2 separate regions of the Oryctolagus cuniculus genome follow, and region 1 is linked to region 2. Evidence: chromatin contacts called from public Hi-C data. All regions are on one chromosome and are shown on one strand. Each heading gives the region's core, a stretch centred on a gene start, on an enhancer-like site or on the middle of the called end of the contact. The rest is flanking DNA. Distances are from core to core; before and after follow the strand shown. Region 1 has its middle 12 kb from the start of IL20RA. Region 2 has its middle 150 kb from the start of OLIG3.

Region 1 (4,972 bases), core at 1,495-3,994, 580 kb after region 2:
ATTGAGGAAAATACTAACAAAAGATTCTTCTTCCTCATTTCCCTCCCTTGTTCTTGGGGCATGCACGCATTTTCAGACTCACCATCATTGGAATCCCAAGGTTCTTGTGTGTGGTGTCTTTTGTACCTCATCAGGGAAAGAGCTGTGTCGCTGGCACCGCAGCTCCATAGGCTAATCCTCTGTCTGCGGCGCCGGCACACCAGGTTCTAGTCCCGGTTGGGGCTCTGGATTCTGTCCCAGTTGCCCCTCTTCCAGGCCAGCTCTCTGCTGTGGCCAGGGAGTGTAGTGGAGGATGACCCAAGTCCTTGGGCCCTGCACCTGCATGGGAGACCAGGAGAAGCACCTGGCTCCTGGCTTCGGATCAGCGCAGTGCGCTGGCCGCAGCATGCCAGCTGCAGCGGCCATTGGAGGGTGAACCAACGGTAAAAGAAGACCTTTCTCTCTGTCTCTCTCACTGTCCACTCTGCCTGTCAAAATACATAAATTAATTAAAAAATTTTTAAAAGATGAACACGGTGCCAGCATTAACAAGTGTCAATAAAACAGGCGTGGGGCGGGGAAGAGATGTTTTTCCTTGAGCTGTAGTTGTTTTCCCAGAGTAAGGATGAAATTATACTCTCTCACCGTGTTCTACCAGTGATCCCATAGCTTAAGAGTATGAATCTGTGGCCATTAAATAGAAGAAAATGGACCCACCAGGCATTAAATCAGGACATCACTTTCTTTTGCACACATTCTAGTCGGTCTTTGCAACAGAACACTCATTTCTTAAGAGAAGAAGAAAGCATAGCTCTTGTACTATGTGGAGCTCATCTTGATTTTATACTTAGATGCATTCTTATGGCCAGAAGAGGTCATTTGGGGAAATAAATGGGGTGAGAGGAGCTGAAAGTTGAGCTTTTTTTTTTTTTGTATATTGCTTGTGTTCAACTAAGAAATTCATATTTGATCATCAGAACAGGAGGAATCTAAGGGGTATCTGATTATGCTACCTGCCACTTTCTCTTTTGCGTTGAAAGCATGAGCAGGTGACCTGACTGTGCTGCTATGCATTGTTTCCCTATAATTGTGCTAAATCTGCAAACTGAAATTAAGTAGAAGCCATGGCATATATAAGGCAGCAGGCAGTTAAACAGGCATACTGCCTGAGAGCTGACACATTCTGATCGAGATGTAAGGGGTCGGGGGAGGCAAAGATTCTTTTAATAATTTCCTACTCTCCCCAATTGAAAGCAAGAGAGTCACAGAGTAACACGCTTTTCATTCTTACGCCGGGCAGGGTGTAAAAAGAATTGTGCTTCTTCAGCAAAACAAAACAAAAAAAGGACTCAAGTATTGTCATATTTCTTTTCTGAACCTAGATTTGAGCAGGGCCATTCCATCTGATTGTAATTCCTGTAGGTAAGCAGATGGGCAGGCAGCACACAGAGAATTATAATAATCTATGTGGGGTGTTCCAAAGACATGAGTTAATGCTTTGAAACCCATAAAGCTCGGGGTTTTATGAAGATGAACCGCATTATAGACCCACATGGAGCACACGCATGTGCTCCTGAAAATCACCCCCCACTGAATCAACTGCTCAGCTCATCTGCACCCCTGACCTTCGGGAAATGACCTAGGAGACGCATCCCGCATCCATAGTACAACAAAACTGTGCATGGGTTTCAAACTGTTTTTGTACCAAAATACACTCATCTTTGAAAAGCATGTTTTGCTTTTGACAGGCACAGTGATGTAGGGAGAGCAGGAGAGAGAGAGAGAGAGAGAGAGAGAGAGAGAGCCAGCTCCCATCACTGGTCTAGTTCCCAAATGCCCAGAAAGGCTGAGACTGGGCCAGTGCTGAAGCTGGGAGCCAGGAGCTTAGTTCAAGGCCTCCACATGGGTGGCAGAAACCCAATGACTTGAGCTAAAACCTGCAACCTCCCAGGTCCAGCACTGATAGGGAGCTGGAATCCCGAGCTAGAGCCAGGAAAAGAACCCAGGCGCTCTGATGTGGCATGTGAGCATTTTAACCCATAGACCAAATGCCTTCTGCCTGGTTTAAGATTTTGGTCTTTGATGAAACACTGAAATGTAGCAAGGACTTCATTGGTTGTGTCTCTACTGCAGCCACAGCCCTAAAACAGTATGCAGCACAGCGGAAGAGATTACTCACCAAGTTTCTGTTGGAAGTGGAATAAGTGGAGTGCACAAGAAACCCAGTGGGTCCTCTGCACGCAAGGGTTCTGGGTCTGCAGGCTCATTCGACCACAGAGGAAAAAGCATTTAGGGAAAAACGCATCTCTTCTGAGCCCACAGACGTTTCTTCCTTATCCTTATTCCCCCCAATAGTGAAGTCGAACAACTACACTTGGCGTTTGCATTGTATTGGGTACTGTAAGTAATCCAGAGATGGTTTAAAACGCACGGGAGGGAGTGCCTAGATTACATGCAAAGAGTTGGTGAGTTTACAGAAGTGGCGGGAGTCTGCACAGATGTGGGCTTCCTGCGGGCGGCGGTGGAAGTCCTAGAACCTACCCTGCCGCCAACACCACCTCCCGATACTGAGAGATGACTGAATTCCTAAAAGGAAGACAGCCAGCTTCTTGAAAGGGAAGAGAAAGGTGGGCTTAAACAGCCTCAAGGGGGAAGGCACCAGGAGACGTAGCAGCCGGCCGACCCCACTGTTATGTGATTCTTCATGCCACTAGCTGAAGAGGAACTGACTCAAACTGCAGCCTCGTGACACTCAGAAGTTTGTTAAATGTGAGAGCAAGTGTCCTGGTGCAGCGGAAGCTGGCCATTGACCCTTGTTTTCCATTACATAACTTCTCTGTGTCTTAACGGCGGGACGTGGGTGTGCCGTTTGAATGAAGCCTTGCTTCCAAGCCTGCTCCTGCAGATACGTCCGTCACCGTTTGACTGACAGATCCCTGGCAGCTGCCTTCCTTCTCTGGAGCGAGGTCTTGTGGGCAGAGACTAAAGCTGAGAGCCTCACTTGAGACCACTCGTCCCTTCTAAATCTTTCTGTGCTGCTCAGAACCAAAAATCAATTTTATGTAGGAACAGTAAGTGATTCCATATTGAGCAGACCCGTCCAGGTGAGTCGGTGCCCTCTGTCGCGGTTGTAAACCAGGAGGCTGCATACTCAGGAGGGAAGACTCAGTGGGACCCCAACACACAAAGTCCTGCCCACCTCTCCCACCCCGAGAAGCAGGAGCGTGAGCGAAGAGCGACACCTAGCGGCGCTCTCGTGCCTCTCGCTGTGCAGAGCGCTCTCGCCCTCCTGCGCCCACCACGGGAACCCCGAGAAACTACAGGAGGGTTCTGATTGCACCCCAGTTTCTACCCACAACACGTATGCTTCCTATTCGCCACCTTTTGCCTTTAGGATAAGCTCTCATGTCTCTCTGGAGTTCCACTGCTTAAAGCAGCGTCATAAAAGGTAGTACCTGAGGATGCTTAACAGTGGAGAAAAGGTAAAATTCCAAAATTGTGCTTTTTCTTGGTTTTCAAAATCAGGTGTCATTCAGTCAACAAATGCTTAACTATGCACCTGCTAAGTGCCAACCAGTGAGTGAAAGAGGAAATCTTAGCCCCTGGAGGTTATGCTCTTGCGGGAAAAGACAGTAACTTCACACACGTGTGTACACACACACATGTATACATACACAGACATCTCCTAATATTGGGTCATTTTAAGAGCAGAAGAGAACAAGGAAACTACGTAAGGCCCAGAGTTTGACAAGGGGATTGGTGTTCTTTGGGGTGGGGTCTGAGGACATTGAGCAGAAACCAAAATTAAGTGAGGGGTCAGGTCAAGAGAATTCCAAAGAGAAAAGCAATTGAAAGGTGATTTTCATGCAGAATCAAGCGTCTAGAGAAAACTGAAAATTAAATCCTTGGGACTGAAATAAAAACAATTATACTTGACAGCAATCCACATCTGTTATAGTTAAAGAAGAAAAGAAGTGAGGAGGCTAAGTGCTGTTTCCATGTTTTAAAGACGTGAGGCACAAAGCTGACCACAGGCAGCCTTTGAATTGGAAACGCAGGCACCAAGTGACACAGTGCGGGCTCATCACAAAATGCCACTGTTGACAATGCAGTTCAAGGGAAAGGCAGAGACTGTTAGGCAGGGGTGGCTCCTCTGCTGCTGCGGCCCCCATAGCTTCATTCAGCCTGTGTTTGTGCCTGCTCACAGATGAAATCACATGGTAATGGTCTTTTTGCATTGGGTTCTTTTCCATCTGTGAAATTCACGTTACTGCATGTAGCAGTAATTTATTTATTTTCATTGCTGTCTGGTATTTCATTATATGAATATACTACAGTTTATACAACCAATAAACTTTTGGTTTATTTCTTGCTTGAGGTCATTATGACTAATTATGTTAATATTTTTGGACATGTCTCTTGGTTAAAAACAAAACCTTTATTTTGGTTGAGTATATATTCAGGATTTCAGTGATTGATTTGTAAGCTGGACTGGTTACATAATTAGAATTCAGTGCCAATTGAAAATGCAAGGTCATTCATTTAAAGAATTGGGGGAAAATGCCATTAAAGGAATAGAAATATAAAGCTTTTCTGGTTTTTCTCCACAATATCTATCTAGATCTCTCTCCCTTTCCTTCAATCTCAACTTATCATTGTATTTATCTGCTATTTAATGTCACCCTATGTAAGAAAAAAAGTTAAATGTTAAAATAGTAGCTTGAATATAATCATTCATTTTTATATTGCAATGCTAATTTTAAATGCTGATGTAAGAACATTTAACATGTATGCAAGAGCACCAAATTGCATAATTCATAGACTGTAGCTTATCTATGCATATGCATCTCATTCTTGAAAATGTCATATGACCCAGCAATCCCACTCCTGGGAATTTCCCCAAGGGAAATGAAATCAGCATATGAAAGAGTGATCTGTACCCCCATGTTCACTGCAGCTCAATTCACAATAGCTAAGGTACGGAATCAACCCA
Region 2 (4,690 bases), core at 1,553-4,052:
CTCATAGTGTCCTTTTCACTTCAACAGGTTTCCTTTTAGGTGCTCAGTTAGTTGTCACCAATCAAGGAGAACATGTGATATTTGTCCCTTTGGGACTGGCTTATTTCACTCACATGATGTTTTCCAGATTCCTCCATCTTGTTGCAAATGACCGGGTTTCATTGTTTTTGACTGCTGTATAGTATTCTATAGAGTACATATCCCATAATTTCTTTATCCAGTCTACTGTTGGTGGGCATTTGGGTTGGTTCCAGGTCTTAGCTATTGTGAATTGAGCTGCAATAAACATTAAGGTGCAGACAGCTTTTTTATTTGCCAATTTAATTTCCTTTGGGTAAATTCCAAGTAGTGGGATGGCTGGGTTGTATAGTAGGATTATATTCAGGTTTCTGAGGAATCTCCAAACTGACTTGCTAGGAAATGTTTTATTCCAGAAAAATTTTATTGCAATTCCTTATGCTGCTGACTCCTTCTTAACACCAGCCAAAATAGGTGGTTAATCACCTCGGGGTCACTCTGTAGGCCAAATGACTGAAATGTTTCACATCCATGAAGAGGCCACACGAAAAGTTGTGGTAGGGGCCAGTGCTGTGGCACAGTAGGTTAAACCCCTGTCTGTGATGCCAGTATCTTGTATGAGTACCAGTTCAAGTTCCAGCTGCTGCACTTCAAATCCAGCTCTCTATTAATGTGCCTGGGAAAACAGCAAAGGACAGCCCAAGGGCTTGGACCCCTGCCACCCATGTAGGAAACCTGGATGGAACTCCAGACTCCTGGCTTTGGCTTGGCCCAGCCTCACTCACTGTGACCATTTGGAGAGTGAACCAGCAGATGGAAGATCTCTCTGTCTCTCCTTCTCTCTATGACTATACCTTTTAAATAAATACATTTTTTAAAGGATTTGGGTTGGTAAATGAAAAGTCCTGGAAAGATTACTGTCAGTTGAGTTTCTCTCTGCAAATGTAAGGACAGAGGCCTGTGTACCATGGTCAGCAAGGTCTCTTCTCCGGAGACCCTTGTATGTTTCAAGCCACATACTGGCGGTGCCATAGTTGCCCACAGTTCTGCCTCCTCTCTCTCTGAACCCCCACACCATGTGATCCCTGGCTTGTTTTCTCTGTAGGGCTTTGCTGAGCACCTCCCTTTCAGTTTGTTTCTGAGGAGTATTCTGGGGTCACCCAGAAAAGGAGGAAGCTTCCTGCAGGTGCCTGTCCTATCACTCAGAACTTGACCTGCTGCTGATGGGTCCAGGCACTGAGAGGCCATGATGCCTGCCTGGACATTCAGATCCTTAGATGAGGGATCGGGCATTCTTCCTTTCTTTTTGTGTAAGTGAAGAAATCTTTAATGGAAGTGCAATGTACAGAAGAAAAGTGCACCTAGCTAACTGTACTCAACACACTCTCATCAGCCGACCCTTCCCCTGCCGCAATAGGAGAACACTACCCCAAGCCAGAAACTCCCTCCCTGCCCTCTTCCACCTTCTCCTCCTCTCTTCCAAGCCTTCCCCTTCCTTCAACAGCCAACACCATCTGGACTTCTCCCATCGCAAAACATTTTAAACTTAAGTTAAAAAAATGTATAATTTTATTTACTTGACAGGCAGAGACAGAGAGAGCTCCAATCTGCTGGTTCACTCCCCAAATGCCTGCCACATCTGGGACAGGGCCAGGCTGAAGGCAAGAGCCAAAAACTCAATCCAGATCTCCCACAAGGGTGCCAAGAACCCAAGTACTTGAGCCATCAAGTGCCTCCCAAGGTGCACCTTAGCGGGAAGCTGGAACTGGAAGTGGAGCTGAGACTCAAACCAGGCACCTTGATGTAGGAGGCGGGCAACTCAAGAGACATCTTAATTGCTGCAGCAAAAGTCCAGCCCCTAGGCTAATGTTGACCTACTTTGGACTTCACATAGATGGACTCACACAGTCAGCTTACACATTTTAAGTGTCCGGTTTCTGTTTTTAACAGTGTGTTTGTGAGATTCATCCATACTGTTGTGTATAGTAGAGAATTGTTTATCCTCATTGCTGGGTCAGATTCCATATAATGAGTACTCCTGACTACTTGATCCTCTCTACTGTTGACGTACATTGGGTAATTTCCAGTGTGGGTCAGTTAAAAACAGCCCTGCTATAAGGATTCCAGTCTTTTAATCATATCGACCTGTTTCTGTTGGGTAAACAGCTAAGAGTAGAATTGCTAGGTCCTGGGGCATATACGTGTTCAAGCTTTAGTAAATACTTACGTTTTTTTCCTCTTCCTTCTTCTTTTATTCTTCAAACACCTTTTTAGCAAAGGTGAAACCCATGTGTGCCGGCCTCACAGCCTGGTGTTTATACAGAAAGAACAAACCTCTCCCAGCTTTGATCCCAGGAGTTGGTGAGCTCCTTGCTCCATCTCTGAGGGCTCTGAAGGACACCTGGTCAGAAGCAGAGCCTCACCCCACTGGGTCTGGCCCAATGCCGCTCTGTCATTCTGCATTTGCCATCTTCAAAAGCCCAAGAGAACAAAGGTGGTGGGGACCATCTCACTCACAGGCAGAGAGACGGCAGGGAACAGTGTCTGCTGCCCAGTTCAAGCCGGGGATGGCCACTGCCTCTCGTGGTACACAGCACGGCAGAGACCAGGCACATGTTAAAACAGGGATTTGCTAAGAATTCAGGCATAGCTGAAGGGGAATACCTCCCAGAGCATAGCACACATTATGATTACCACCTGTGCCATCTCTCCCAGCGCCCTAGGGGCCCACACTTGTCCTGATAGCTTTTACAGAATCGCCTCCAGCCTGGCTCCCAGCTGGCCTCCACTCCCCGCCCCTTCCTGAGGCCTGGCCAGCTCTGTGTAGAGGTCAGGGCAGCTGCTTCCTGCTTCCCACCTCCCAGCTCAAGTGGAAACACAGGCAGGCTGCTTCTGCCATTCCACAGTCAAGGTGATCCCCGTGCAGAGCAGGGGCCACCCAGGGCGGGCCCCTCAGGCCAGCTCCTATTCATGAAATGAGCCATCAGCCTCGCATATCTTCATGGCAACTTGAAAAGCCCTGGTGCTGATGCTCATCTCTGCCAAAGCATTACATGAGGTAGGTAGATGAGCGATAGATACACAGTGATAGGGAGATATAATTAGCTGATAGAGCGATAGCCTGTGGATGCATGAAATGTGCTGTCACACACACACACACACACACACACATACACACACAGCTCAACATCAAATGACCCTGGGCTTGATCCCTCCTTTCTCCTCTGTGTGACCTTGAGCTGGACAGTGAGCTGCTGTCTCCCCCCTTTCCTCATCTGCAAATTCAGATAAACAGTAACTGCCTCCCTTGCATGTGAGGACCCTGTGGTCTTCCACCTGTCAGTGCTTAATACCCAGCTTGGCAGCCAGGCAGGTGCAAGTTGGGCTCACACCAGCCCCAGGAAGTCGTCATATCAACTCCTACACCTGCCCCGTCCAGCTGGGCCAGGATTACTTATCTGTGCTCAGCCATCAAAGGGGTAGGGAGAGGGGTCTGCCAGAAACAAACTCAACTCAGTGGCCAGCCCAGAGGAGAGAGGTGGAATTGCCTGCTTGCTTTAGAACCTGGGCCTTGGTCCTCCTTGAACGGTCTGTTCAAACTCTGCGTCAGCGAATGAAGATGATCTTACCTTCCCCAGAGAATTGCCCCCTGGCTTAGAGCTAATGCACAGGAATCCCTTCCCCTAACAGGGGTGCCGATTTTTTGCTGAGAACACGTGTGCAGACACACGGTGCTGGGTGGCAGCTGCTCTGTGATGTCTCTAACAGGACGTCAGCTGCCCTTCCAACAGGACATGGCCAAGCACACAGTACTTCCCCCCAAGGCCATCCCCCTGCTGCAAAAACACTCTCCAGTGGCTGGCTGGCTTCTGCATCCTGGCTACAGTTCGTGACCCTCCCACCGTTCCTGCAGCTATGCACAAGGACCCTCTGCTTGGCCTGTCTTCTGCAGGATGAGCCTGGGTGGCAGAAAGTATGTGTTGCCCCAGGCTGCACGGTGGGGGGAGGGAGGGCTGGCAGGCCTGTCACCCTCATACCGATCATCCCCTGGAATGATGCAGGTCTTTGCCGCAGCAGAGCAGCTGTGCTAAGGCGGAGCATCGGCCACTTCTCCCAAGAGCCCCGAGTTCCAAGGCAAAGGGTTCTTACTCAGCACTGCGCGTGGCGGCTTCTGAAGGGCATTTCCTTACACTTGCCTGCTCTGAGAAATCCCCTCCACTGGAATCCCTTAAGGAACGGTGACTCAGCACTGTGTCATTCTCTCTTCCTTTTCCTCCTCTTCCTCTCTCTTTCCTTCTGCCTGCTCTCTGGAGGCGGTAGGAGGGGTTTTCCAGATGGTGCTGCTTTGTCCCAGAGGGAAGTTCCTGGTGCGTGCCAGGCCTGGTGCTGTGTGCTGAGCACCAAGCTGCCTGCTGTGCAGGGCCCACCTCATTGGATCCTCACAACAGCTCCTTTGCAAGTCAATCCCACTGTGGCTCTCACTTGACAAATGAGGACAGGGACACTCAGGTTCTTGTCCAGGCCTGGAATAAGGAAGTGGCCAGACTAAGAATGGAACGCAGGACAGACCAGGGTCCCGGCCCAGGGCCTCAGAGCCCTACTGGTCACCTCTACACTTCAGCCTGAATCCCTGGGTGAGGTCAGAGCTCGGGTAAAGGGCTTCCTCACTCCC

What was found. A called contact is a pair of places that touch in the nucleus more often than the background predicts.
Region 1: a contact with region 2 is called in a Hi-C map of an unstated tissue, with 5 times the contacts expected there. The contact joins two enhancer-like sites. A contact is called at or near these places in 4 of 6 Hi-C or Micro-C datasets (ear pinna, psoas muscle, skin fibroblasts and 1 more).

The regions. Positions count from the first base shown.
Region 1 is chr5:31,787,182-31,792,153 of mOryCun1.1, forward strand. No RefSeq gene overlaps it. Among named protein-coding and RNA genes, the nearest start is that of IL20RA, 12 kb to the right of the region's middle. Within about 2 kb of position 2,745, at least 2 of the 8 cell types and tissues checked have an H3K27ac peak or open chromatin away from gene starts, as enhancers often do.
Region 2 is chr5:31,207,374-31,212,063 of mOryCun1.1, forward strand. No RefSeq gene overlaps it. Among named protein-coding and RNA genes, the nearest start is that of OLIG3, 150 kb to the right of the region's middle. Within about 2 kb of position 2,803, at least 4 of the 8 cell types and tissues checked have an H3K27ac peak or open chromatin away from gene starts, as enhancers often do.